Linked DNA regions of Mus musculus: all the other regions are linked to region 1. The links are chromatin contacts, called in public Hi-C, HiCAR-type, HiChIP or PLAC-seq, Micro-C and promoter capture Hi-C maps. All regions are on one chromosome and are shown on one strand. The core of a region is the stretch at or near the end of the contact, and the rest is flanking DNA. Distances in the headings are between cores, read along the strand shown.

Region 1 (3,570 bases), core at 940-3,439:
GTCATGCTTCATGATGGTGCGGATGCGGAAGAGTGACACGAAACCGGCCAGCAGGAAAGAAGTGCCAATGAACAGATAAACGAAGAGAGGCGCCAGCACAAAGCCACGCAGTGCGTCCACGTTGTTGAGCCCCACAAAACACACTCCGCTCAGTACGTCGCCATCCACCTGGCCCAACGCCAAGATGGTTATAGTTTTGATGGCTGGCACAGCCCAGGCGGCTAAATGGAAATACTGTGAGTTGGCCTCGATGGCTTCGTGGCCCCACTTCATGCCGGCTGCCAGGAACCAGGTGAGGGACAGGATCACCCACCAGATGGAGCTGGCCATGCTGAAGAAGTAGAGCATCATAAAGAGTATAGTGCAGCCTTCTTTCTTAGTGCCCTGCGCCACCGTGCGCGCCCCGTCCTCTGCAAACTTGTCGTTGCACACCACCCGGTCCTCCAACAGAAAGCCAGCGATGTAGGCCACCGCCACCGCTGTGTAACAGCCGGACAGGAAAATGATGGGCCGTTCCGGGTAGCTGAAGCGCCGCATGTCCACTAGGTACGTGAGCACCGTGAAGAGCGTGGAGGCGCAGCACAGCACGGACCAGATGCCTATCCAGGTGCGCGAGAAGCGCAGCTCCTCTGGCCCGAAGTACATGAGCCCGTAAACCTTGGTGGGTTCGCAGGGTGCGCCGCAGTCCTTCTCCCCCAGAAAGTGGTAGTTGAGGTAGGAGGGCACCCTGAGGGCGCGCGGGCAGGAGAACTTTCCCCGCTCCACCGTCCCGGCACCCCCCGGGTAGCCGCCGCGGTAACCACCGCCGCCGTGCTGCGGATTACTGGTCCAGAACTCTGGTAGCAAGGAGGGAGTTGGGGTGCCTTTGTCGGACGTGTTCTGGCCCACGCACAGCTCTCCTGCGCCGTGCACCGGGAACTTCTCGCACTTGAGTGTGTCTGGCCACTGGAAGCCGAACTTGTTCATGAGCGCCTCGCAGCCCTGGCGTGCGCGCTCGCACAGGGAGCGGCAGGGCGGTAGCGCCTGCTCCAGTACGGTGCACACAGGCGCGTACATGGAGCACAGGAAGAACTTGAGCTCGGCGGAGCACTGCACCTTCACCAGAGGGTAGAACTGGTGCACCTCCAGACCGGCGTCCTCCTGATTCGTGTGGCCCAGCAGGTTGGGCATGATGGTCTGGTTGTACGCGATGTCCGTGCACAGCGGGATGGAGATGGGCTGGCAGTAGCCGTGGTCCGGGATGGAGATGCCCCGTTCGCCGTTGTACTGCTGCCCGCTCTGCTGGGGCTGGGGCGGCGGCGGGGCTTGCTGGCCCGGCCCGGATACCTGGCCCGCCGCCTGCGCTCGGACCCCCAAAAGCAGAGGAGCCTCCAGCAACCAAAGCAGCAGCAGCAGCCCGCTAGCCCAACGCCGGGGATCAGCCCGGGGGCGGCGGTGGCTGGCCGTGTCCTCGTGCCCCACCTCCTCCCGCCGGCCCGGGAGTGCTTCGGCACAAAGTTCCAAGCTCAGCCGGCCGGCGGCCCGGGACTCGCTAGGCGCCGCCTCCTCAGCCATACTTTTTCGGCTCCCTCCTCGGCGCGGATTGACTGGGACGGGCAGCGGCGCGGCGGGTGGTGGCTCCCACTGTGATCCGGGAGAGCTGGTCGCCCGTGCCCTCCGTCGGGGTGCGGCCGCTCTCTGCCCGCTCCCCGGGATTCTGCTCCGCGTCCCGCAGCCGCCGCCGCCGCCGCGGAAACTTGCGGTTCATGAAGCGCGGGCGGCGAGGAGAGCAAGAGTGGTCCAGGCGCGCCGGGGTCGCGTCCCTCTTCCCTGGCCCGCGGCAGGCTGTGGCTCTTGTCAGGCGGCGCCGCGTTAGTGGTCGCAGCCGGGCAGAGGAGCGCCCAACTCTCGGCAGCCTAGCCGCCCTGGGTCCCCCCTGCGCCTCCGCCTCCTCCTTCTCCGCCGCCGCCTGACCATTTGTGTCAATCCCTCAACTCGCAGCCTCTGCTCTCCCTCGCGCGCCCTCCAACGGGTTTCTAGGCGCCCCCCAGTCTGTCTTTCACCGGGAGGGAGGAGCCTTGAAACCGACGCGGAGCTGGCGGCTCAGGGACCGTCGCCCAATCGCAGCACCCGCTTCACAGCGCAAAGGGAGCCCTTTCCCTCCGAGCCCGGACTGGAGCCCGCAGCAGACCGGAGGAGGTGGAGGAAGTAGTGGTGGCGGTGGCAGAGACTCCGCTCCGGCACAAAGAGTAGCTATGAAGCCGGACAGGCTAGGTCGCTTTTGCTTTTGCAGAAGAAAGGGCGAGGACAAGTAAGAGAATGGTCCCATATGCGGCAGGAGATAATGAATAGGAGTCGGCTGGCCGCGGGGATTTAGCTCTGTCTTGCTTTTTATCTGTCTTCATATTTTATAATCCTACCCTCGACTCTCTGGTCACAGACTGCTACTTTGAGTGCTGCGTTCTGATTGCGTGCCCCTGACTTGAGAGTCGGGTTTCCTTTGAATTTAAGTCTGTCGAGGTTTTGTTTAAACTATGACTCCAATAAACCGTGGAGCTCACAGACTGGCCTTGGTGGACTTTGGACGCGCCATTTCCCCCGATCGCTGTCAAATGAAAGCAAAACGCAAAGTTTGGTGGGATGTAAATTGTAAACCCAGATGCTCCTGTGAGTAGTATGCGTCGTGTAGTCAAACTTTCCCCCTTCTCTTTAATGGTATCAGAAACAGAAGTAAAGGAAAACAGAAGCTATTCATTAAATGCTGGAGGAAAACCGGCTTGAGAACCAACGCATTGGGTGCTCCAGCGTGAGACACGGGAGCCATACATCCAGACAGGAGGATCAATCTGGGACCATTTGAGGGCCGCTTCTAAACACTGGGGACCCTGCAGGGTCTGTTGGGAACTTCTGAGGCCTGGGTCATTTAAGTTCCTCCTCAGTGGAAGTAGTCAAAGCTGAAGCTATTAGTTTGAAGGACAAAACACATGACCAAAGTGAGTCTGAAAGACCAAGCACAGTCAGTCAGTCGACTCAAACCAGGATAATCAACCTCAGCAGACACACATGCTTGTTCTTGCAAGTTTATTTTCAAGAACTTGTGTGAGTCGGATTTATCAATAAAGTGCTATTATGTTTTATTAATTCTATCAAGAGTCCCCCCCCCCTTCGATTAGACTTATCTCACGAGACTGTTCCCGAATTATTTTCTATCTTCTTTTATACAGATTCACTTTTCATTAGATATTATCTCACGAGACTGTTCCCGAATTATTTTCTATCTTCTTTTATACAGATTCACTTTTCATTAGATATTTACCAAGCATCCATGATACAGTGAGCACTGTCTCAGGAGGTAGGGAGCACAGAGGAAGCCCTGGCACATATTTAAAGGAGGGCATAGTACAGTGGGCACAGGAACGTCACCAGTGATGGCAGTGCCCACCCATTCTCAAAAGGGACGCAAGGGAAGTAAATGACCTGCTAACACGGGAGATGAGGAATGGGAGGGGTCATCGGAGAAATAGATGCAAAATGCAAAAGAGAAAAGCACAAAACAGAAAACAAAACAAAAAGGCAACAAACAAACAAACC
Region 2 (3,655 bases), core at 132-2,631, 960 kb before region 1:
TGTCTAATCACTGACAGTATTAAAATTATATTTTAATCTAATTTCTGGAAAGTTCTGCAAAAGCAACCTAAAAATGCAAACTAAAATTTAACGAGAAACAGCCTAGTCAAACAGTAATCAAAACAGTAAGAAATTAACAGCATCCAAAGTACACTATCTAAAACTCCAGATGTTTTCACATTTGGTCTTCACATTTACTAGTAAACCTGAATGGGTCTTTCAATCCAAAGATTTTTCAACATGCCGTTCCATAAGAATGACGCTTGTGAGAATAAAAACTCTTCAAGACCTGCTTCATTACAGCTGTAGCTTCAATTACCTCCGACTCAAACATCAATGTACGAACAGTTCACACATACGTAGAGGAATGAGGGTACAGAGGAGCGTTCATTCTTTTGTTTGGGTGGCAAAAGCAACACAAATAAAGGTTCAGTGGTGCCATCTGCACCTATCCCCACCCATGACAGTCCTACAGAGCACTTTTAACCTAGTCGCTCCTCACTATTTCAGGTCCACGGAGTTAGTGGAATCCAAGGCTTTCCAGGTCCCAACAAGGGTTGCGGAGACTGTGAGGTCCGGGGTTCTACAGAAAATGAAGGAGGGCACGAATCTTTTGAGGACAGAGGGACAAGGCTATGTAGACGTGTGTGGAGGATGGGACGCGCCGCGGAAACCGGGAGGCTTGCAAATTCGCGAGCGCGAGAAACCCCGTAGGGCAGACAGGATGCTGTGCTCCTTCGGGGACGGGGAGAGAAGGGGTGACAGGGCAACCCTCGCAAGAGACGCGGAAGGGCGTGAACTAGGCAGGCTCGAGACTGCCTCGGCCAGAGCCGAGCCGCGAAGCAGAAACTTACGGTTACTTCTCCCGGCCGGGACCGGGCTCGCGTCGATTCCCCCCAGATCTGCAGGTCTTCCTCTGTCGCGGCCACCTGGCTCTCGCGCCGAGCGGGTGACCTCTCGGGTCCACTCGGCGCCCCACCCACCCGCCGGCGGCGGCGGCTGCGGGAGCCGGAGGATGCGCGCTGGAGGCCCGCGGGAAGCGCTGCGCGAGCCCGACGCGCCCGGCGAGCTCACACTGGGCGGGCGCCCCCCATCTTCTCCCGCTGCGCGCCGCCGCTCTCAGGCTATGGAGGAGGGGGGCGGTGGCGCCTGCCTCCGCCGCTCGCTCAAGTCCAGCGCATGGTCGTGCCGCGTGCGCACGCAGCCGCGGAGGCCGACCTCCCTTCCCCGACCCCCGTCCTTGCTATAGCTAGCGTCGGGCTCGGCTGCCGCCAAACCCCGCGAGCTCACGGTCGCCCGCTCCCAGACAGCTGCGGCCGCCGCGCGAAGTGGCACGGACCGGCACGAACGGCGGCTCCCCGCGGGCCGACCCGGAAGCTTTTTCAGCCGCAAACCTGAAGCGGCCTTGGGGGCGTAACCCCGGAAGTTATTGCCCGGCGCCGGTAGCGGTGGGATGGCGAGCTGAGGCCTTTGGGAGCCCGAAGCTGGTGGAGAGGCTGAAGGGTTCCTGGAGCCGAGGGAGAGGAAGGACGGTGGGGAACAGGTGCCCTGAGACCCGAACTCGCGGGGCGGCTTTTGGTGACAATCCAGGGGCTTCCTGCCACAGGAAGTTGGGGTGGGCCTCCTAGATAGGCAGAAGGAATGAGAAAACGGTGACGGGCTGGCTCCGCCATCCTTCGACTGCCGCCCCACCCACTGACTTGGATGTAGCGGCTCGGGAGAGGATCCGCCGCCCGCCCGGGTGAGTCTTTCCCGTTTCCTTGGCGGAAACAAGGAAAGCAAGGCAAGAAGAGCCAGACGCCGGCTGGAGCCAACGGCAGGAGCACCGAAGCTCGCCCACGAGGCTCTGCATCAAGGCGTGTTGTTTCTTACACGCCGGTACCGAAAAGTCACCGGCGTCTCTTGGGTGGGAACTTTTGGAGCAAAAGCAGCTTTGCATTTTTCCCGGTAGGGGAGCACTGGTGGGTGGTGCCAAGGGAAAGACTTCCCAGGCAGTGTTGTCATTGCCAGGACAGTGACAGCTTATCGATTGTAGCTGTCTTCTCCCATCTATCCGAGTTCTTCCTTTATGTCTCCTTTTGGCTTGCACTCTCTGCTCTCTCCTCCCCTCGGTCTTTGTAACTTCACCAGAAGCCTTGATGTGGTTGGCCGACCTCAAGATTTCAGCTCCATTCCTGTCCTGCTCTCTCAGGGAACTTAGCGTGTCTTTATTGTAAACAAACTCACTGACCCACAAAGGAGTAATTACCCCTGCTGTGGGCACTAAGTGAAAATTGTATGCCTCTCCTTTGTCAATCATAATGAAAATCAACAATATCCCTGCATATTTTTTAAAAAAATCGCAGACAGCCCTCCAAGTTATGAACCATCTCCACTTACATAAGTCCTCATTTTTTAGGCAGCATATCATTCATGCCTGAGCATTTCTCCAGTGCAGTGAGCCATATAGCATATTAGCAATGGCTTTATTTATTTTTATTCTTTTGACTAGTTCTCTCTTCCTGTCGGTTTCAGTTGCACCAGCTTCACCTTCATCGCTGGTAGCTTTTGTTGTTTTCCTGGCTTCAACCTTTGTTTCCTTTTATGTCATTGGAAGACTATTTTAAGTGCTCCAGTACAAATACTTTTTTAAAAATAAACTTAAAATAAAAAAAAAAAGAATTTTTGCGAATATGTTGCTAGCAGTAAGTTTGTTTTATATATTTAAAATATGAGTATTTAAAATATATAATGAGTATTCACAAATGAAACACTTTGCTAATAGACGTTTTCTTATGAATTGATTGAGATAAGAATTGGTTTACTTTAAATTCTGTGCAGAAAGTTAACTACTTAGTTTCTCCTTTAGGTACTTTATAGAAAGCATCATTTTCTATAGTTGCCATGTTCTTTGTACAGTGTCTATAATACAGTGTCTTTTTAAGAGGTTTGCAGTTTTTAAGGCTTTCATACATATGTATATATCTTGTTTATAGTTTATTATGTTTTAGTCGGTGTTAATCTGAGATGAAAAGCAGTTGCTAAACAGGAAGTTTTAAGAAAAGCCTTTTTTTTTCTATAGGCAGCTCTTTTGCATGTAGTGGATTTTTAGAATGTTCTTATTAAAATTTTTTTATCTAAAAAAAAATTCCATGAACTATCCTCAAAACTTTAAACAAGATGAAATGTCTTCATCCTAATGTTTCATTCAAACGTCTTCAAGGAAAGACCTTTAGTTTCGGCTGTCCCTGTCTCTGTTGCCTGGCTTTGGGACCCTTCCCCCTAACTAGGCTGCCTCTTCCAGCTCAATAGGAGAAGATGCACATAATCTTACTGAAATTTGACTTGAAGGCTGGTTGATAGCCTTGGGATGTCTCCCTCCCCTTTTCTGAAGAGAAAAGGAGAGTCTTAGGGGAGAGGAGGGAGGGGAAACCTTAGTTGAGATGTAACATAACTAAATAAATAATTGAAAAAAAGAAATACCTTTAGTTTCTTTGGTACAAAATCAGTGAAAACTTTGTAACTAAAAAAACGTTTTATTAAGACAAATGTTTGTGAAATAATACTTGTTAAGCTTTTAGACTAAATTTTATTTAAGATGCCAGAAGTTATTGAATTTTAAAAAGAATTTCATTTTAATGAAACTTTCAAAAATAAGGCATTTTTAAATTTTAGG
Region 3 (3,678 bases), core at 1,123-3,622, 910 kb after region 1:
AAAATAAGCCCTTAGAAGCATAGGTAGAAAAAATAGCATCTGTATAGCAGGACATCTTTAGCTGCTACTTTTAAAATTTCAAATTCTCCATGAGGGGTTTTTGCTTGCTTGTTTGTTTGTTTTGTTTTTCAAGACAGGGTTTCTCTGTCTAATCCTGGCTGTCCTGGTACTCACTCTGTAGACCAGGCTGGTCTCAAACTCAGAAATTTGCCTGCCTCTGCCTCCCAAGTGCTGGGATTAAAGGCATGCGCTGCTACCACCACCCAGCACTCCATGAGTTTTAATGACAAATAAATATCCCAAGCTTTAGATGCCTCCATGAATAAAGAATGATGGCAAAACTGAGTATCTTGGTATATGTGGCACTATATACTCCTTCTATGTGCATTTGGTTTAAGCTGTACACAGTCTTTACAACTGACATTTTTAAAAGGTGTTTAGGCTTATATTTACTTTGTATAGGGAGGTGGGTGTGGAGGCGAGAGAACATACTGAGGAGTCAGTTATCCCCTTTGAACACGTGGGTGGATTCTGGGGTATGGAAGTCAGGCTATCTAGCACCCATACCCACTGAGCAGTCTCCAGGCCTTCACTAAGCTGAACACAATGAACATCAGTACTATCAGAATCTCCATCTTAATCTTCATTATTATCTCCACATGTCTTTGATTTCATAGCTGGTGGAATGGTTTAGCTGTTTCTTGCATACAGGCAAAAGTGGAATGCTTTGAATTTTGAAGCGTCCAAAGGTCTCTCTGCTGACTTGAACAGAGGACTAAAGGTTATCGTCTTAAGTATTACTAGGAACACTAGGCCCCACAGTGAGTAAAGGAACTGGGTGGCTACAGTTAGTTCCTGGTGGACTTAAAGACACTTTATTTGTAAAGGCAACTGCAAGCAATACACCCAAGAGGAATGAGAGAGCACCAAGATTTCTCCTAATTCTGAATTGTTTTCTATTCCATTTCTTTAGGAAGAAATTGCCTTTTGATTCTCTCAGTACTTTCTAACAATATGAATACTCATAGAAGGAGAGGCAGGAATGAACACAAGACACTTCTAGCTATGTTACTTCCTATGTCACGAACTTCTTTTTTCTTTTGCAATGACCCATTGAACGTCTTTAAACTCGTTTGTCTGTGTCATGTAATCTTTGCCCAAAGAAAAATGAGAGTCAAACTCACCTATATAGTGGCAATGCCTAGCTTCCTTGTAGCCCAGAGAGTGGAAAGCGGTGATCACTCACACGTCTCCGATCTTGTACAGGAATACCTCCACAAAACTGATTAGGGAAATTCCCCTGGCATCCCCTCTTTATGTAAAAGTAGTTACTCTGAGGGCTGTTGGCGTACATGTGTGAGAGCCCTCAGAGAGCTCCACCCAGTTCCCACAGAAGTAGTCCCAGCCAACTGACTGCTCCCAAGTAACTCTCCAAGGCTCCAGGATGTGGCCACAGGAGACAGAGTTCCTGACGCAGTCTGGGAGTTGTGACGTCTCAACAGGAATTCCCATAGTGGCCCCCCACACCATTAGTGTGGGGGCAATGCAGAGAGGTTCCTCAACCCAATTTTAATAATCTTTACATTTATAACAATAGCAAACCCGAAAACAAGTATAAACACAACAAAGAAAATTGTGCCCAGCTCTCCAAACAGCATCTGCCCTACCTGTGAGTGCAAGCTTCAGAAGCAGGCAATTTAGCAGGAAAGAAACCCAGGGAACGCCACTTTATAACGGATCAATAGACCAAAAACCCACCACAGTGATCTAGTTATCAAATCAATGTCAGTTCCTGTCGTGGCCACACTTGAAAGAGCGCTCCCCCCCTCGCCCCCCCCCCCCGCGCCCTTTATGAGAACCACGCAGCTAGAGTCCCCAGACAGATTGGTTGACGACATCCAGTCCCCTCTTCACTAGCCTCCAGGGATCAGCTGGGCTATCATTATCTCCATCCCACAGGTTCCCAAATCTCATTCTGGTCTTCATTCCACTGGGTTGCCCTGGAGCCTTATGCCCTTCTCCGCTCCTGCTGCACAGCCCGGCCGTACCTGCATCTCCCCATCCGGGATCGCCACCCCAAACACCGGGATTGTGCGGGGACTGCCGGTCTTCGTCCTGCCGCCCGCCTCGGCGGCGTCGGCCGTGGTGGCCGAGGCCTCCGCGGTGGACATGGTTCGGGGTGGGAGCCTGAGGTCTTAGGTGCGTCCGCAGCCACGGACCCACGAGCCCTGGCAGAAAACACGCTGCTGAGCTAGGGAGGAGAAAGACCCCGAAAGTTCTGTCGTAACCCCCGCCGCAGCAACATAGCGGACATCCAACTGCTGTTAGTGCCCACAGGAGGACCAAGGCACCCAGCGCGCTCCAGTTGCTAACACAAGCCCGGGCGTTGCTAGGGGCGGGGCTTACGGAAGCTGGGAGAGCCAAACTTCACCAAAAGAGGGTCTGCTGGTGTGCGGCGCGGGAGACAAAGGAGACCAGTGACTGAGATCGCGGTATGCACTTAGTGTTTCAGTCTTGTAGCAATGGCCCTTGCTTAATAAGTGCCTGTGTGGGGCGGAGGAGTATGAGCTGGAGGTAAGATGCATTCTGAGGGATGTGATTGGCATAATCTTGAAATCTGAGCACTTTACCCTTTCTGCAGAGATAGGACCAGTCAGTGTAGCTTAATTTCCCAGGTGTGTGTGTGTATATATACATATATATATATATATATATATATATGTATATATACACACACACAAATATATATATATGTTGTACTTTTGTACTGGCCTAATTGAACAGTTAGACAAACAAATAAGGCATAGTACAGACTTTTGAAAATCTTTCGAGCAGTAGAGTGGTTGGGTGTCTAGTATGGCCTGGGATGGAAAGTTCTCGTTTTTGCAACCAGAGAAAGACACTGACATTCTTCACAGGATGTGTTCTCCAACCTGGCAAATCAACAGTCCAGTTTTGTAATTGTTTTTCTACGATAGCATTTATTTTATTCATTAGTAGGTTGAGAAGCAAGAGGGACAGAAGTCTCACGCACTTCATACTCAGTCGCCTTGTGATCTCTTCATAGAGTACAAACTTCATGCTACCATCTTCAGAAGGCTTACACTCTATGAAACAGTCTGGCCTGATCTTTCCCAGGAAGCCTGTATTTTTTCTGTTGTTTTAGATGTCACGCTTAGTGGCATGCTCTTTTTTTTTTGTCTTTTATTTTGTTTTGTTTTTTGGTGCTCACTGTATAGTTAGTGGAATTTATTGACGAAATAGCCCAACCATGTTATGCTACTGAGACTAAGGCAATTAAAAATTTGTACATAGCCACTAATTTGCTTACTTGCTGAGTGAAGGTGTGGCTGTGTGTCCCCAGCCTGTGACATGCTGGAGATGTAGGTAGGCATGTTTGTGAATACCTTGTCTGGTTCCAGTTTGCCTTTATAGTGAGTTCCCATGTGATGCTGATGTAGTTGGTCTGAAGGCCATACTCTTGGTCCTTCTAGTCAATATCATAGAAGGTGTTCAATAAGTGTTCATGAAAATGTCAAGGGCTAGATTTTGATTTAAGGTAAAATGAAAGAATTTTGTAAATTATCTAGATTAAGCATTTTAGATCCTTGCTACTCAAAGTGGTTTTCATGGGTTTCCTAACTGTGTGGCCATTAGGGGCTCGTCAGGAATGCAGAA
Region 4 (3,241 bases), core at 30-2,529, 830 kb before region 1:
CTGGAGCCACAAAGGGCTCCCGAGAAAAACACGCCTCTCTTAGATCAGCCTCTTTTACTTTCCTTTATTCTTATGATGAGGTGTCTGTTCTCACGTCCCCAATTCCAGCTGAGAAAATGGGGCAAATACACACTTGATTGTTTTAGGTTGGCACAATTATGTTTGAAATATAAGATTTCTAAATTACAGGTACTAGAAACATTTTTGGTGTCTGATAGAGCTAAGGTTTTTAGTCTCCCCCTTTCATATGTATATCCAGTTAACACTACTTCTATGATTAAACTAATATCTTTAGTTCTTACCTGCTAATTTTTCAGTCCAAACCTATGTTAAAACAAAGAAGAAAGGCTCAATCTGAGACACTAAAATGGTTCGTTCACTCCAGAAATGGATTTGAGGGGCAGGAGAGGGGAAAGAGGGAGTGAGGGAAGGGAAAGAAAGGATTGCCAGAGCAGGTGGGGGAGGAAAGATGTTAAGAATCGATTTATAAGCACGGCTCAATAAAATGTAACAAAGTTTATTGGGCATAATCTTTCACAGTAGCCATTTCAAGAAATAGAAAGGACAAAGGTTTGAGTGTTTTCACATTCCAGGAGCAGTCATAAATATTAGGCAGCTCGTCCAAGAACTCCAGGTAAAGTCAGAGAACCATAGCTGTTTTAAGGTCTTTAAAGTTCAAAGTTAACATAGTCCCTTTTGCTTGGAAAACCTTTTTCCAGCCCTTTACCTGAGGTAATGTCTACCTCAGAGGTGAAGGGGAGAGAGGTAAGCCAGGAGGGGTCATGGTGGGGTGGGGGGGATGGGAGGAGAGGGGGGCTGAGGTCAGGATGTAAAGTGAATAAATAACTAATGGGGGGCTGGAGGAGGGAAAGTTAGGGTAGACTGGCTTTGTTCCCAACTTAGATTCCGAATTCGAGTTCCTTAGGAACACAGTTGCCAAGGAGAAGGAAGCCCCTAGGAGTGTCTCAGCTTCACTCCAGAGAACAAAGAGTTGGGAGAAGGCTCTACCGTAGGCTGCTCTTCCAGCGCAAGGCGAAGGAGAAGACTATGGGTTGAGAGGGAACCTGTGGGGGAACTGAGGGAGGGATTTGGGGTGAAGGAAGGATCAGGCTTCCCCGGGTTGGAGGGGGGAGGTTCCGCCCTCGCCCTTTCCACTGCGGCTCCTTGTTGTGAGGCCGCGGTCGCTTTGGAATTGGAAATGCAGCGCGGCGTGTTCCGAGCACCGGGTCCCCGGAGCAGTGGGTGTCGGGCCGCCGGACCCTGACCCTCCCTCCGCCCCGGTCAAGCCGGGCGCGCACAAGCACCTGCCGGGCCACGCTCGCGGCTGCGCCGGCCGCCCGCCCGCCCGCTCCGCCCCGCCGGCCGCCGTGTGTTTACGTGGAGACGAAGATGGCGGCGGTGACCGCGGGGCCCGTGCAGGCCGGCACGAGTCGCCGGTGAGCGCCCAGCGTGTCCCGGGTGGCCACGGAGCTCTGTCCGCCTCTTTCTAAACAGATCTTTCCTCTCCACTGCGTCCCAGCCTACCCTGCAGACGCCATGGAGGACGAGGAGAGGCAAAGGAAGCTGGCAGCCGGCAAGGCGAAGGTAGGAGCGCGGCGGCCACGGGCCGCGTCGGGAGGCGGTGACCCGGGGCGGAGGCTGGGGGAGAGGCCGGGCCGCGGGGCCGGGGCCGGGGCTGGGGCTGGGGCTGGGGCCGGGGCCGGGGCTGCGGCTGGGGCTAGGGGGCTGCGGCTGGGGCTGAAGAGCCGCCCTCTCTTGCTGCTGCTGGAGACCTGATGACTGCACCGCTCGGCTTGGTTCCTTTCTCCCCGGTGCCACACAAAACCCCCTCTCACCCCGGCTGTTAACTGCTAAGGAATTGCTTCGCAGCCACCACCCTTTCACTTTCTGAAGGGAGTTCAGGGAGTCGGCCAGGCTTTGTGCTTTCCGGAGCAAGGGTTTAGGGTTTTCTTTATTCCGGGAACACCCCTGCGCTGACCATCAGCCTGCCTTCTTGAGGTGTCACGCTGGCACTCTTGGTGTGTGTGTGTGATTGGCCTGTGACAGCTGCCTCGGCAGTGTCTTGAGTGTGCCACAAGTGCCAGCTGTGAACTTGGCTGTAGGGGCGTTCTTTTTGTTTTTTGTTTTTTGTTTTTGTTTTTGCCGTTCTTTGTATATTCGTGCTTGAGGTCTTTGTCATGGCAGGCTCTTTTGTAATGTGTGGAATGGAACTTCGGGGCATCGAAAGGTTCCATAGACTAAAACACCTACAGAATTGCTGTTTTAGATAATGTATTTGTTATTATGTATTTGGTAAGTTTGATTTTGTGTGGGTATGCGGGTATGGCAAGTCATGTATAATCCAGACTTATATGTAGGCATCTTCCAGTGGGCTTACTAAATAATTTGACACTGTTATGAATGGAATAGAATGATTTCTTTGTAAAATTACCTGTTTGAGCTTACCTTTGGACCTCCTTGCTCCCAAAAATGAAGTTACCTTTAAGATATAGTGCCTTTTTTTAAGACCTTATTGTTACTGGGAATAATTAAGTTATATTTTAAGCTTATTGTACTTGTTAGTTTGGAACTGTGATATGGAAGTGTTGTAAGCTAAATAAACCCCTCTCCTCTCCAAATTGCTTTGGTCATGATGTTTCATCATAGCAATAGTAACCCTAACGAAGGCACCTACCTTTCTTTTTTCTTCTCTCACATCATTAACAAAGGAAGCAGGTCAGTAATGAGTGAAGGGCCCTACTGGAGAGAGACGTTGGTACATGCTCAGCATTAGTTTGTTAAAGGAGTGTGTGCAATAGCTAATCTTGTATTTCTAGAATATAGTTAGTTGGTTTCCCATAAGCATCCTCTGTGTAAGGTCAAGATTTGAATGTGTCTCTGTGGCATTCTATAAATGGAGGGAAAGCCCAGCTTAGCTTCCCATTGTGCACCCCAAGGGACTGACCGGGCTCAGAGCATTGAAGGAATTGGAGGTGTAGTGTGCAGTCTTCCTCTCTTGTTCTCCCACCCTTTCTTTCTTTAGCAGAATCTTAGACTATAGTCCAGGTGAGCCTAGAGATCAATGTGTAGTCCAGGCTGGCTGGCTTCAGACTCTAGGGCAATTCTGTGTTAACCTTCAGAGCGATGGAATTCTGTGTGTGAGCTACTGTGTCCAGATAAGGTAGATGTCTTATTGACTACTTCATAATTTCTACTCCCTTCCCTAAATATATTCTGTGCTAAATATGTGTGAGGGACTCCT
Region 5 (3,399 bases), core at 867-3,366, 940 kb after region 1:
CCTTAAAACACAAATGGCATAAAATATTTCTCTTCCTTAAAAGTCAACGGCTTCTTCTCATACCTGACTGTGACCCAAAAGGTCCCAAATATGACAGCTTCTGCTCACCTCTCCAGCCTTATCCTGATGGCCCCATATTTCCTACTGCCCAGCCCCAGAATTCTTTTCAAGAAGTGGAAAAAACAGATCTCTTTTCCACCCGACTCTGCCTCCTACAGATGTGATTGATTCCAGCCTACTCACCAAGCATCTTCCAGCCCCTGTTAAGTTCCCGGGGAGTTGTTTTAAAGAAGTGCTTATTTGCTCTTGGACTGTTTACTTAAATCCTCAAAACACACACACACACACACACACACACACACACACACACACTCCTATCCACTCTGCCTGGCACATACCAACTATGTATGCAATGAATGTTCTTTGTCACTAAATGCATTTTTATAAACACCAAGGCCAAAGAAAATGTAATGAGGCTCTAGGCCAGATCTCTCTTTCCCATGGTTAAGATCCGTGGGCCCAAAAGGCCTCAGAGGATTTAAGTGGTGTGTCAATGTTATGTCTATGTCAATGTCTTGGTTACCTCAGAGTCATAGTTACAGGCTGAGCAAAGAGTAACTGCACCTCCAGATATTCTGCCTGCCTCTTTTCTCACAGGCCTAGCCTTTTGAGCTTTCGTTGCATCTTTACCCTTCTCTTTTTTCTGTATCATGTGTAATCATTTTAAAATTCTGCCTTTATCTGTGCTCTGTTCCAGTGCTAAAGTACAATTATGCTCATTCAATAGAAGAGCATTTTCCATAGTACCAGTACAATAAGAGTGATTTCATGAAGCTCCTCATTCCCATCTTTCACAATTAGCTAACTTATCACTGCTGAAACTGCCCCCCAGCCCCAGCCCCAGCCAGCCCACCCCGCCCAGACTAGCTGAGAGGCAGAAACCGCAGTGAATGCCACCATCTCAGGAGCATCTCCAGGCAGCCTGATAGCTGCCCCGGTGCAGCTAAACACTCTGGTTTTCCTATCTTACGTTTCCAAATAGGTTATCTTGAGGATGCGGGGGATGGAGGGGGGGGGGTGAGTACAGTGTCAAAGAAAACATCAACTCAGTAAATAAGTAATTAAAAAAACTATTAAAAGGGTGGTGGTAGGGTAGACTAGAGAGAAGAAGGTTGCAAGCAGTGGGGTGGTTAACTGGGGCTTTAGGTAATCAAGTACTGAGGGTTGAAGTGGGGGCAGGAGTCTGAATTTTATTTCACCTACAGTGATGGGCGATAATTAAATGTGGGTCAGAATAAGTTTTTCTACTTAAAAACAAACAAACAAACAAACAATCTGCCTGAAGAGTAAACACTGACACCAATCCTGCTTCACAGGATAGTGAAGATAATAAATGGAATTCTCCCCGACCACAGGAAAAATAAAATCTCTTTATCTCCCTATGTTATTTTCAGAACAAGATTTTTAGGGCATAATTTTCAACAAGTTTCAGCTGAGGCTGAACACGGGACGCAGAGGTAATTAAGGACACTGAAAGACCAGACCAATTACTTCTAAACGCAAAATGGCCTGAGCACACCCGGATTACATGACCGGGTTTATAAGCAAAGCCACTGCAGGCATTATTTACCTGTTTGGCAAGCAGTGCTGTACGACAGTGAAAAGTGCCGCATCAATCCAAAGTGGCTGGCAAAAGTAACCTGCGGGTCCTTTCCCTTTCGGGCACATCCGACCTGGGACAAGGTCTCTCCTGGCCTCCTTTCTGTTGGGCCCGGACCCGAGGACTTCCCAGAGCTCTGGGAAGACCGACGGGGATAAGGGGGCGGAATGCGTGCGACGGACGCCCTCCAGCACCCCTCCCACTCGCCCCCTGGCCAGCTCCAAGCCCCCCCCGGAATCCGGGAGGAAAGATGCGGCTCCCGCACAGCACCCGCTGCTCGGCGACCCCGGATCGGCCACCTCGGCGCTCTGGCCACCCGGCTCACCTCCACGCCCTCTTCTCCGAGCCACGCTCGCAGCGCAGCGCCGTGGCTCCCCCGCGCCGAGGGCCCGCCGAGCTCCCGGGCCTACGGAGTGCTCCTCCCGCCCAAGCTCCTCCTGCCCCCGAGCCGGACCGCGCCGCGCCGGGGAGGTGGAGCAGGAGGAGGCGCGCGGAGGCAGGGCTGGCGGTGACGCGCAGGGGGGCGCGGGTCGGTCGGGGCAGAGTGCGTGGGGACCCACCCGGCCGCGGTCCCCACGCCTGCGCGCGATCTTGCGGAGACCCCCCGTGGGAGCAGCCCTACGTGGATCCCGCCCGCGTTTACACTCCACTACCTCCGAGACGCTCGCCACGCCGCCCCGGACTTGGCTTTGATTAGTGCCCTCCTCCCTGTCCACCCCCCTTCTCCCTACTCTGTTCCACACAAACCTCGAAGAAAGTGCGCTTTTTTTCTCCCTTTCGGCTGCATCATGTCCTTGAAAGGGAATGATCAGAAATGCCCTTCCACGAACCGCATTTTAAAACTCCCTGGGACTGGAGGCCCTTCTCAGCCGTGGGCTGTAGGGGTTAGTCTGTGGACTCTGACCTTCCCTGTCGCCGGTGCCCCCGAGCTCTGTGCGGACTGGAAGGTGAAGCCGAGTCAGGAGACCAGCGTGCCTGCGGAGAGCTGCAGTGGCCTTGGAGCATCCAGGGTTCGCTGAGCTGTGTAAGGGCACCTTGCTTTCTCTAATCCCCCCCCCCCCCGATTTTGGATTAACAAGTAGATGGGGATCTTTTATTTACCTTTTTAGTCAAAAGTGTCAGTGGAGATTTTTTTTTAATATAAAACCAATTTGTCGAAAATTGTCAAATTTACTTCCCCCACCCTCAGACGTTAGTAAATTCTCATTTCAGCAAATTAGGTTTAAAAATTATCTTTCTTGGTGGTTTATTAACTAGACAAATCAGAACAAAAGCAGAAGAGGGTCTTAGATCGATCCTCAGGGCACTGCACTTTCCCCTTTGAAAGGCATACACAGATTAACCTCTGCAAGTTCAACCTGGGAAACATTCTTTGTTTGATCCTTGTGAAAAGCATCTCTTCCCCACCCCCAAATACATACAGCTGAGGTTTAAAGTTTAGGCACAAACTCCGCTGTTAGTGATGTATTAGGGGGAAAGACTGACAACTGGGAAATACTTTCCATTTTGGTAACGGGGAGAAAAAAAATCCTTACATTTTATATCAGTGTTTATTGTTTCACTTCAACTACTGTCAAATAGTGAAAACAGCAGGGTATTTCTAACACTTTTGGAGGACCAGTGGAGGAAACTGCTGTGTCCTTAGCATTTGGTGAGAAGATGTAGCTTTCCAATCACATAAACAAAAGCATTACATAAGGTCTAGCAAAGGTTATCACGTTTTTATTCTCAGTTGTACA
Region 6 (3,642 bases), core at 682-3,181, 860 kb before region 1:
GCCCTCCAGCTCTCCTGCCCACAGACACTAATTTCTTTGCTTCTGGCTACCTTAATCTAAAGCTCTAAATGTAGCTCTGAAAAAAAAACACACTTCAGATTGTCTACTTTCCATCTTTAATGTCTTTTTTGAATTTATAATATCCTTTAAGTGGATCACATTGATTACACATGTATATATATATATATACATATATATAACTATATGTTATAAATTATATGTTTATTACATACTATAACTTATACATTACCTATTATATAACATATGTTATATATAAACATTATATATTATATATAAGCATATATATGTATATGCTTACACAAATCTCTGGACAACACCTATCAACATCAATCTCTACCTCAGTTTACCAAATTGTTTGCTTGGTTACAATGCAATAATTCTACACTCTTTTCCATCTTCAAAATGATATAGTTGAGGGAATGTGGTGTAAATCAGAGGTAGGTCAGTGGTACAGCATACGTCCATAGCACGCATGAGGACTTGAGTTCAATTCCCCAACCCCAGAAAGAAGAAGGAGGAATTAATTTTCTAGTTCAAAGTTGTTAGGTTTTAAACCTGGGACAAGAGTTTGCCAAGAACACTAGCTGAAGGGTTCATTAAACATATCAAAGCTGACCTTGCTTTCCTGTCACATACACATGCATATACATATATAACTTTTATATAAACCTAAATTCTCCATTAGAAGCATGTCCTATTGTTTGTCTTCATTATTCTCATATTCCCATCACCTTCTTGGTCACCCCTTCCTCCTACCAGTACTAACTACATTTATATCAGACTCACCAGCAAGTGCACGTGCCTGTACTCACACACACCTTTTTAAAGTCTCACATATTGTTAAACTGCCTTTTCTTTCAGAAAGGGTCATTTTCTTGAATCCTAGTTGTATTGCAAGGCCTTGTATAAACACACTCTTCATTTAAAAACAGATTGTTCAGCCGGGAAACTATACAGCATAATGCAATTTAAAAAACAAAGGTAGATATTGAATTGACTCCAGTCTTACTCTAAAAATAAACAACATTCTAAAAGGAATGTTAAATTTAGCAAATATCACAAAAATCTCCATGATTGTAATGAGTGAGGTCCAAGGAGGAAGATATACGTCCTATTCTGTCCCACAGTTGGAAAGCTCACAGGCTTTTAAAGAAAACTGATAATCATTCGCATTGGGGTACCACAATCAGCTAATTTTTTGAAGCAGCATTTAAGTGGAGAGTGTTTGTTGGTTTGTTTGTTTGTTTGTTTGTTTGTTTTAGAACTACACTTCAGCATCGGATTTGTCGTTAAGATGAGAGACTTTGGATATTTCCAGAAAAGGTAAGGGCCAGATGTTTCTACCACCACACCGCCAATCCGAAAAAGAAAAAGGCAAAAATACAACCAATGTAGTAGAGAATAAAGAGATCCAGGCTAGACACCTTCAAATCATTTTTGTGAGATGCACAACCTCTCGCAAACTAAACATTTCTCAGTCATAATAAAAAGAAAACGGCAACGCATGGGGGGAAGGTAGCGGAATCGCAAACGCACTTTAATACCAGAACCCCACGTTACACATACATTATTTCGTAATGCCCTATATATACAACAACCTAAGGGTGGGCACTGTCCCTAAAGTTACAAATTCCGAGCCAATGCCGAGCTCTTTGCTGTACGAAGTGTGGAGGGCTTGATGAGTCTAAACTCAGAACCGCCGTAATCCCACATCGAAGGCTCGCCTTCCCTCGGGCAGTTCTGCAATGGCCTTTAGCCATTCATCGCCCTGTCTAGCAGAGACTCGCAAGCCGCTCGCAAAGGCTCCAGCAGCTCCCCAGCCCCAGCCCGCACACTGCATCCGCGCTCCTACCAACGCTCCCGGTAGACACCTTTCACTTCCGCCTCTGGACGCCCGGGAGGGAGCGGAGTGCGGAAGTAACGGCTGACTTCCGGCCTCGGCCTGGCGCAGAGGTGACGTCACTAGCCCGGCGCGCTGTGCCTAAATCCTCGGCCGCCTGACCGCGGGAGCCCAGCAGGGGGCGGCTGAGACTGTGGCTGCGGGGACTCTGGGCTCTGGGCTGGTTCGAGACCACAGGGCGGCGCCAAGGCTTCCCTCTGGCTGGGGCTGAGATTCTGCCTGTACCAAAGAACAGGTTCAGTTTGATCTCTTTCTTTTAGGTTGCTTTATAGACCTTGGGGGTTTTTGTTTGTTTGTTTGGTAGGTTGGTTGGTTTTTATTTCCCCCAAATTCTTTTGCATTTTTCTGTTTGGTTTGGTGTTTGTAAGAATAAAGATTTCTATTTGGGAATTTAAATTATTAATAATCAGTTTACCCAGAAAGTGAAACTACTGATCACAGCTTATTCCTTGCCTGGGATTACTCAGTAGCTATTTATGGTGCACGTGTGGCTTACCTTCACCAGTATTGCGGAAAGCAAGACAACCTCTGCCTTCTGGACCGTAACTCCCATGGTCTCGCTTCTGCCTGAATATTCTCTCCTCAGCCTGCCCCATGGATTTTCATTTATGAACACCAGGAGATGGCTTTAGTCCTCTTGAAAGTGATATCAATGAGGAAAAGGTGCAGCTGAGATATTGGAGAGGTTGGGAAGACCAAGGGCAGGGAGAGAAAGATGAGGGGCAAAGAAGAGGTAAAGAGAACTAAGAGCAGTGTGGTAGATGATGTTTCTCAAGAGGCTGATTTGGGGTTCTCATCTTCCTTAAGGGTCTTTCTTTCTTTCTTTCTTTCAAGACAACTTTGTATGAAAGTTGTGTTGCTATGCAAACACCATTTGTTTTTTGAAAGGATGGTGACATGTAATGATGCTTGAGACTTTAAATGACTTCACTTGGAAGGAGGAGAGTAGGGAAGTCAAGATGAACCCCTCCCTAAAATTAGACTTAAAATCCTTGGGAATTAGACTCAATGTGTAGTTCAAATGCCATGTCTATGCTATCTTCAGAATTGCCCCTGGCCTCTTACAACCAAAGACTAATAATAATGATATAATTAGTAATATTGATTATTGTGCCCTTTCTGTCTGCCTCACTAGATTTTCCTTGAGAAGTTCACAGACCCTTACTTTACCACTAATGTCTAAGTCTCAACAAACCTAATTAGAGTGAGAAGAAATTAGCCCTCCATTCCTCTAAGAGAACCCACACATAAAATACCACCATCAATTGGCACCAGGATTCAATAAACAAATGTTCTTGCTACCTCTTTTTCAATTATACAAATCTTACATCTTCCTGTAATTACACTCAAGGTGTGTAGAAGGATTTTAATTTAACAACATGTCTACTCTAGCCAGAATACAGGCATGCCCTTAGCACATACTGTTAATCCCTCTAGCTGGAATACAAACATGCCCTTATTATAGACCATTAATCCCAAAGAATGAAAGTAAAGTTAGTTTGTAGAAGGAAGCACTCATGTTTGAATGTGATATCTATTGAATGGCAGATAACATGATGAATCAGAGAAACATTTGACAGAATAAGGATATGATCAATTCTCAGGAGAGAGAAGAGATGTGGAGGGAAGGATGGAGGGAGGGAGGAGGAAGTTTTACCAGGAGAGTTTTATAGAGATAGGTTGAAGAGAGAAAAGAACTAGATATAGGTAAAATGACAATG
Region 7 (3,476 bases), core at 599-3,098, 990 kb after region 1:
TTTGTTTTTTTTTGAGTTTGAGGTGTGTGTTGACCATTTCCATTTGAAAGAATTCTGGGTAAAGTCTAGGTCATTCAACAAGTTCTTACAAGGCCAATATCAAAGAGGAAAAAGAGAAGGAGATTTCAAGGCTGCCCTTGAGGGGCTAACAGTCTGTCTTCAAAATGTATTACCCATGCCATTTTCTGACCTTAACCAGTACTATAAAGTGAGTAGGTTGGTGTTGGGTATCTAGGAATAGGGTAGCATGCACTGTAGTAACAAGTATAAGAAACAGTTTGCTACGTTTAGAGTGTATTTTAAGTTTTGTGATTCACAATGTTTAAGATAGTGAAGCATAAATCTATAGCTGTTCACTGTTAATTCATTAATCACACTGAACAATGATGGCAGACACGGGAAATACAAAGTTAAATGATAAGTCTGTTCTCAAAGAAAGTTTAGGACAGGGAAACGCTCCATTAAGACCTGTGTGGTAATGCCATACATCTTAAAGGATAATAGTGTATAGACAGATGGTGGCTCTGGAAAGGAAGTGGAGAAAACGGATGAGAGCCCCTTTCTTTACCCAGTCCTGTGACCTGCAGTGAGTTGTTGGTGCTTGCTGACATGACAGACAGCCACTGCTGAGAGATTCTGGGTGGAAGGACAGAGTGGCCCAGAGGAGATGCCTAGCCATTTGTTTGCATGGTACCACTCTGAGGAGCATCGCTAAGGAAAAGAGCCAATGCCCGTAAAGGTGATTGTTGACTGTATGCCCAGAAACCAGGAAAACAAACTATCAGCTAAATAAATCATGCCTTCTTCCACCAGACCTTAGCTACACCTATAATTACACTTCTACAGGAGAGGTTTCATCAGGCTGTCCAGCAAACTCAGCAGGAAACAGCATAGTGCAGAGATGTCAAGAACTCCAGGATTTGAACCAACATTCTCCAGCTTTCTTCCCCATTAAATAGTGATTTCTGTTTTCCTGGATTAGGTTGGCTGGCTTGTTGTTCCTGCTAAATATTGACACAGCCCAACAGACTCATGTTTATGGGAAGGAGTTTAGAATCCAAGAAACCCAGTGACTGGAATACATTGTGGGTTGCAGTGCATGTCCCACGAGTCTTTCAAATGTATTTTTTTGCTTTGCCACAGTTAATTATTGGAAGAGGGGAAGGTGTTCTACAGCGGGCTGTTTCTTAAAGCATTGCTTCCCCAAGTGCTTAACATTAATATTAAATACATTCCCTTGATTTTATATCGAGATGTGGATGTATCCCCCACCTCAACGGAACAGCATAACTAAATTTGAAGTGGACTTAAATTCTTGGACTACAAACGTCTGTTAGTTGCTTTCACCAGAGTGCCTTATTTAAAAGCTCTGACTATTTTAAACCCGAATCCTACTCAGATCCCGAAAGAGTAGGACCGGTGTTCCAAAGACTTAAAATGAAAAAAAAAAAAAAAAAATTCCATGAAGAAACCAGCTCAAACAGCAGGACGAGTCATTCATCCAGCGAGGCAAACTTGCGGAAACTGCCAAGTTGGCAAACTTACCGGGGGAACCCAACCTGACTGCAAAGTTGACCTAAGCTCCAGAGCCGGGACCGCGGAGACCTGCTCCCCGCGGGGCTCGCCGAGATCCGCGAGGGGCCGAAGGGGCGCCCCGCTGCCCGGAGCACCACCGCCCGCCCCTGAGACCCGCCTCACCCCTTCCCCGGCCCGCAGCAGATTCCCAAGGCCCGCGGAGGCGGGGAGCAAGCGGCCTGCGAACGAGACTCGGGACTCACCGGCTTCTCCGTGGGACCCGACGGCGAGGCGCTCGCTGCCCGGACGGACTCCCAGTCCCACGCGGAGCCCGAATCTCGCTGCCCAGCACAGCCCGCTCCGCAGACCCCGCCCCTCGGCCGCCGCGCGCACAGCGCCCCCTGCCGGAGACCAGCTCCTGCTCACACCCAGGGGCTTCGCTGCGGCCGCCGTGGGAGGGGCGTCGCCGGGGGCGAATCCTTGGCTGTGCAAGGGGGACCCAGGGTCACCAGCAGGGCTCACTGGAAACCGACTGGGACCTGGTCGAAATCTGCAGTTGTGCATTTCGCCTGTTGCCGGGCGACGCTGTAGTGATCCTGGATCCCACACTTGGAGACCAACTGCTCTGTAGCGATTACGCCGTCCGCGGTGGAGCGCTCTTCCAACAGAGCAGTTTCTCAGACGACTAGCTGTTAGGACAGTCAGAGGATGAATCTGAGTTTGTGAGTGACTTTTACACCGGGTTTATTTGTTTATTGTAGCTATGTGAATGAATATTATGATACACACGTGGAGGTCAGATGATACCTCGGTGTGGTGGTCACAAGAAGCACAGGGTTGAGAGGATTTAAAAATAACCCGTAGCTCTGACGCTAGGGACCACCCTCCGTTCACCACAGAGTTTTGCAGATTCAACTCAGACTCTAGACACTAACGACCAAGGTGGAGCTGCGTCTCCAACCTGAGTGTTGTTTTTAATGTGACCCTGGGTCACAAACTCCTCTTTTTCTGAGATCAGCCTACTTCTGCCTCCCGAGTGCTGGAATTAAAGGGATGATCTGAACTCCACTGTCCTGCGTGTCTTAGTGCTCCGTGGATAATGTTTGGGTTCACTGACTCCCATCAGATAGTGTAAAAGGCCTTTGAAGATTAAATTACCCCGGCCTGACACCTTGTGGCAAAATAGACGCTTGCAGCTTTTATTTCCAAGGAAGAAAATCATTAGACCGAGGGTTAGGGAAACTTCTAGTTAGTGGGCTAAGACTCACAACCACAGGGGTTCTGTTCCCAGCACGCAGTTGTTCTTCAGTTTCCCATTTTCTGGCGTGTATCTTAAGAATAAAGTTGATACACCAGAAGGGTAAATAAATTAGGTCCTATAAATAAGTCTGTACACCCAAACTGCACTCAAATACCTTCATCACGTTTGTTTGTTTGTTTATTTATTTATTGTAGGTATGTGGATGAATGTTACTGCATGCACGTGGAGGTCAGATGATAACTAGGTGTGGCAGTCCCAAGAAGCAAGGGTTGGGAGGATTTCAAAATAAACCTGTATTGTAGCTCCAAGTCCAGAGATTGCCCTCCTCCCACAATGGAGCTCTGCAGGTTCCAACTGTAAGTCACAAGGACACTTTACCAACTGAGCTGGGTCTCCAACCTGAATATTTTTGTAATGTGGTTCCGGGTCAAGGGCTTCCCGGTTTGATGACTCCATGTGCCTTTGAAGGATAATTTCTGGACCCTATAGTGCATCTGACTGCCATTTTAGAAGTAAAGAGAGTAATGTGGTGTGAAAGATAAAGTAGAGAAGATGCAAGTGAGACTGATTATGATGGGAGACCCGGGTAAAGAGAGGCTGAACGTCACCGGCACATTCTGTATCACATGAATGTGGCTAAAGAATTAAAATTAAAAATAGCTAGTAGGGCATACACAGCAGAGGACTGCCTAATCTGGCT

What was found. A called contact is a pair of places that touch in the nucleus more often than the background predicts. HiCAR-type assays count read pairs that join an accessible place to other places. HiChIP or PLAC-seq counts read pairs in DNA pulled down with a chosen protein or histone mark. Capture Hi-C pulls out chosen DNA fragments and counts their contacts.
Region 2: a contact with region 1 is called in a FOXA1 HiChIP or PLAC-seq map of pancreatic cancer cells. The contact joins the promoter of Ankib1 here to the promoter of Fzd1 in region 1. A contact is called at or near these places in 3 of 39 promoter capture datasets (the 3T3-L1 cell line, hippocampal neurons and liver), 2 of 484 Hi-C or Micro-C datasets (both in embryonic stem cells) and 2 of 115 datasets of contacts at active chromatin or transcription factors (embryonic stem cells and pancreatic cancer cells).
Region 3: a contact with region 1 is called in a HiCAR-type map of astrocytes, with 2.2 times the contacts expected there. The contact joins the promoter of Cfap69 here to the promoter of Fzd1 in region 1. A contact is called at or near these places in 1 of 39 promoter capture datasets (hippocampal neurons) and 1 of 115 datasets of contacts at active chromatin or transcription factors (astrocytes).
Region 4: a contact with region 1 is called in a Micro-C map of embryonic stem cells, with 7 times the contacts expected there. The contact joins the promoter of Akap9 here to the promoter of Fzd1 in region 1. A contact is called at or near these places in 12 of 39 promoter capture datasets (the 3T3-L1 cell line, 3T3-L1-derived adipocytes, cranial neural crest and 8 more), 1 of 484 Hi-C or Micro-C datasets (embryonic stem cells) and 3 of 115 datasets of contacts at active chromatin or transcription factors (astrocytes, pancreatic cancer cells and stem cell-derived neural progenitor cells).
Region 5: a contact with region 1 is called in a promoter capture Hi-C map of adipose tissue, with 2.6 times the contacts expected there. The contact joins the promoter of Steap2 here to the promoter of Fzd1 in region 1. A contact is called at or near these places in 4 of 39 promoter capture datasets (the 3T3-L1 cell line, embryonic stem cells, liver and 1 more) and 1 of 9 other capture datasets (adipose tissue).
Region 6: a HiCAR-type map of astrocytes shows a contact between it and region 1, with 2.9 times the contacts expected there. The contact joins the promoter of Mterf1a here to the promoter of Fzd1 in region 1. A contact is called at or near these places in 4 of 39 promoter capture datasets (the 3T3-L1 cell line, hippocampal neurons, liver and 1 more) and 3 of 115 datasets of contacts at active chromatin or transcription factors (astrocytes, embryonic forebrain and stem cell-derived neural progenitor cells).
Region 7: a Hi-C map of muscle stem cells shows a contact between it and region 1, with 2.5 times the contacts expected there. The contact joins the promoter of Steap1 here to the promoter of Fzd1 in region 1. A contact is called at or near these places in 3 of 484 Hi-C or Micro-C datasets (embryonic stem cells and muscle stem cells) and 1 of 9 other capture datasets (adipose tissue).

What each region holds. Positions count from the first base shown.
Region 1 is chr5:4,756,027-4,759,596 of GRCm38.p6, forward strand. It overlaps Fzd1 (frizzled class receptor 1), which reads right to left and starts at 2,190. Exons shown (of 1, transcript NM_021457.3): 1 at 1-2,190. The coding sequence starts at 1,554.
Region 2 is chr5:3,801,743-3,805,397 of GRCm38.p6, forward strand. It overlaps Ankib1 (ankyrin repeat and IBR domain containing 1), which reads right to left and starts at 1,382. Exons shown (of 20, transcript NM_001289527.1): 1 at 855-1,382. It overlaps Krit1 (KRIT1, ankyrin repeat containing), which reads left to right and starts at 1,423. Exons shown (of 17, transcript NM_030675.3): 1 at 1,423-1,741.
Region 3 is chr5:5,661,860-5,665,537 of GRCm38.p6, forward strand. It overlaps Cfap69 (cilia and flagella associated protein 69), which reads right to left and starts at 2,373. Exons shown (of 23, transcript NM_172447.2): 1 at 2,049-2,373. The coding sequence starts at 2,171. Steap2 (six transmembrane epithelial antigen of prostate 2) reads right to left here. Exons shown (of 6, transcript NM_001103156.2): 6 at 2,970-3,678. It overlaps Gm40262 (a long non-coding RNA gene), which reads left to right and starts at 2,518. Exons shown (of 3, transcript XR_868231.3): 1 at 2,518-2,574.
Region 4 is chr5:3,926,907-3,930,147 of GRCm38.p6, forward strand. Akap9 (A kinase (PRKA) anchor protein (yotiao) 9) reads left to right here and starts at 1,280. Exons shown (of 48, transcript NM_194462.2): 1 at 1,280-1,584. The coding sequence starts at 1,537. Gm51438 (a long non-coding RNA gene) reads left to right here and starts at 1,683. Exons shown (of 2, transcript XR_003955841.1): 1 at 1,683-3,241.
Region 5 is chr5:5,691,973-5,695,371 of GRCm38.p6, forward strand. It overlaps Steap2 (six transmembrane epithelial antigen of prostate 2), which reads right to left and starts at 2,117. Exons shown (of 6, transcript NM_001103156.2): 1 at 1,986-2,117. All of the region lies in intron 1 of Gm40262 (a long non-coding RNA gene), which reads left to right.
Region 6 is chr5:3,892,002-3,895,643 of GRCm38.p6, forward strand. It overlaps Mterf1a (mitochondrial transcription termination factor 1a), which reads right to left and starts at 1,932. Exons shown (of 2, transcript NM_001013023.2): 1 at 1,874-1,932.
Region 7 is chr5:5,747,469-5,750,944 of GRCm38.p6, forward strand. Steap1 (six transmembrane epithelial antigen of the prostate 1) reads right to left here and starts at 1,849. Exons shown (of 5, transcript NM_027399.3): 1 at 1,779-1,849. Gm46900 (atherin-like) reads left to right here. Exons shown (of 2, transcript XM_017321192.2): 2 at 983-2,722. The coding sequence starts at 1,463. The coding sequence ends at 2,146.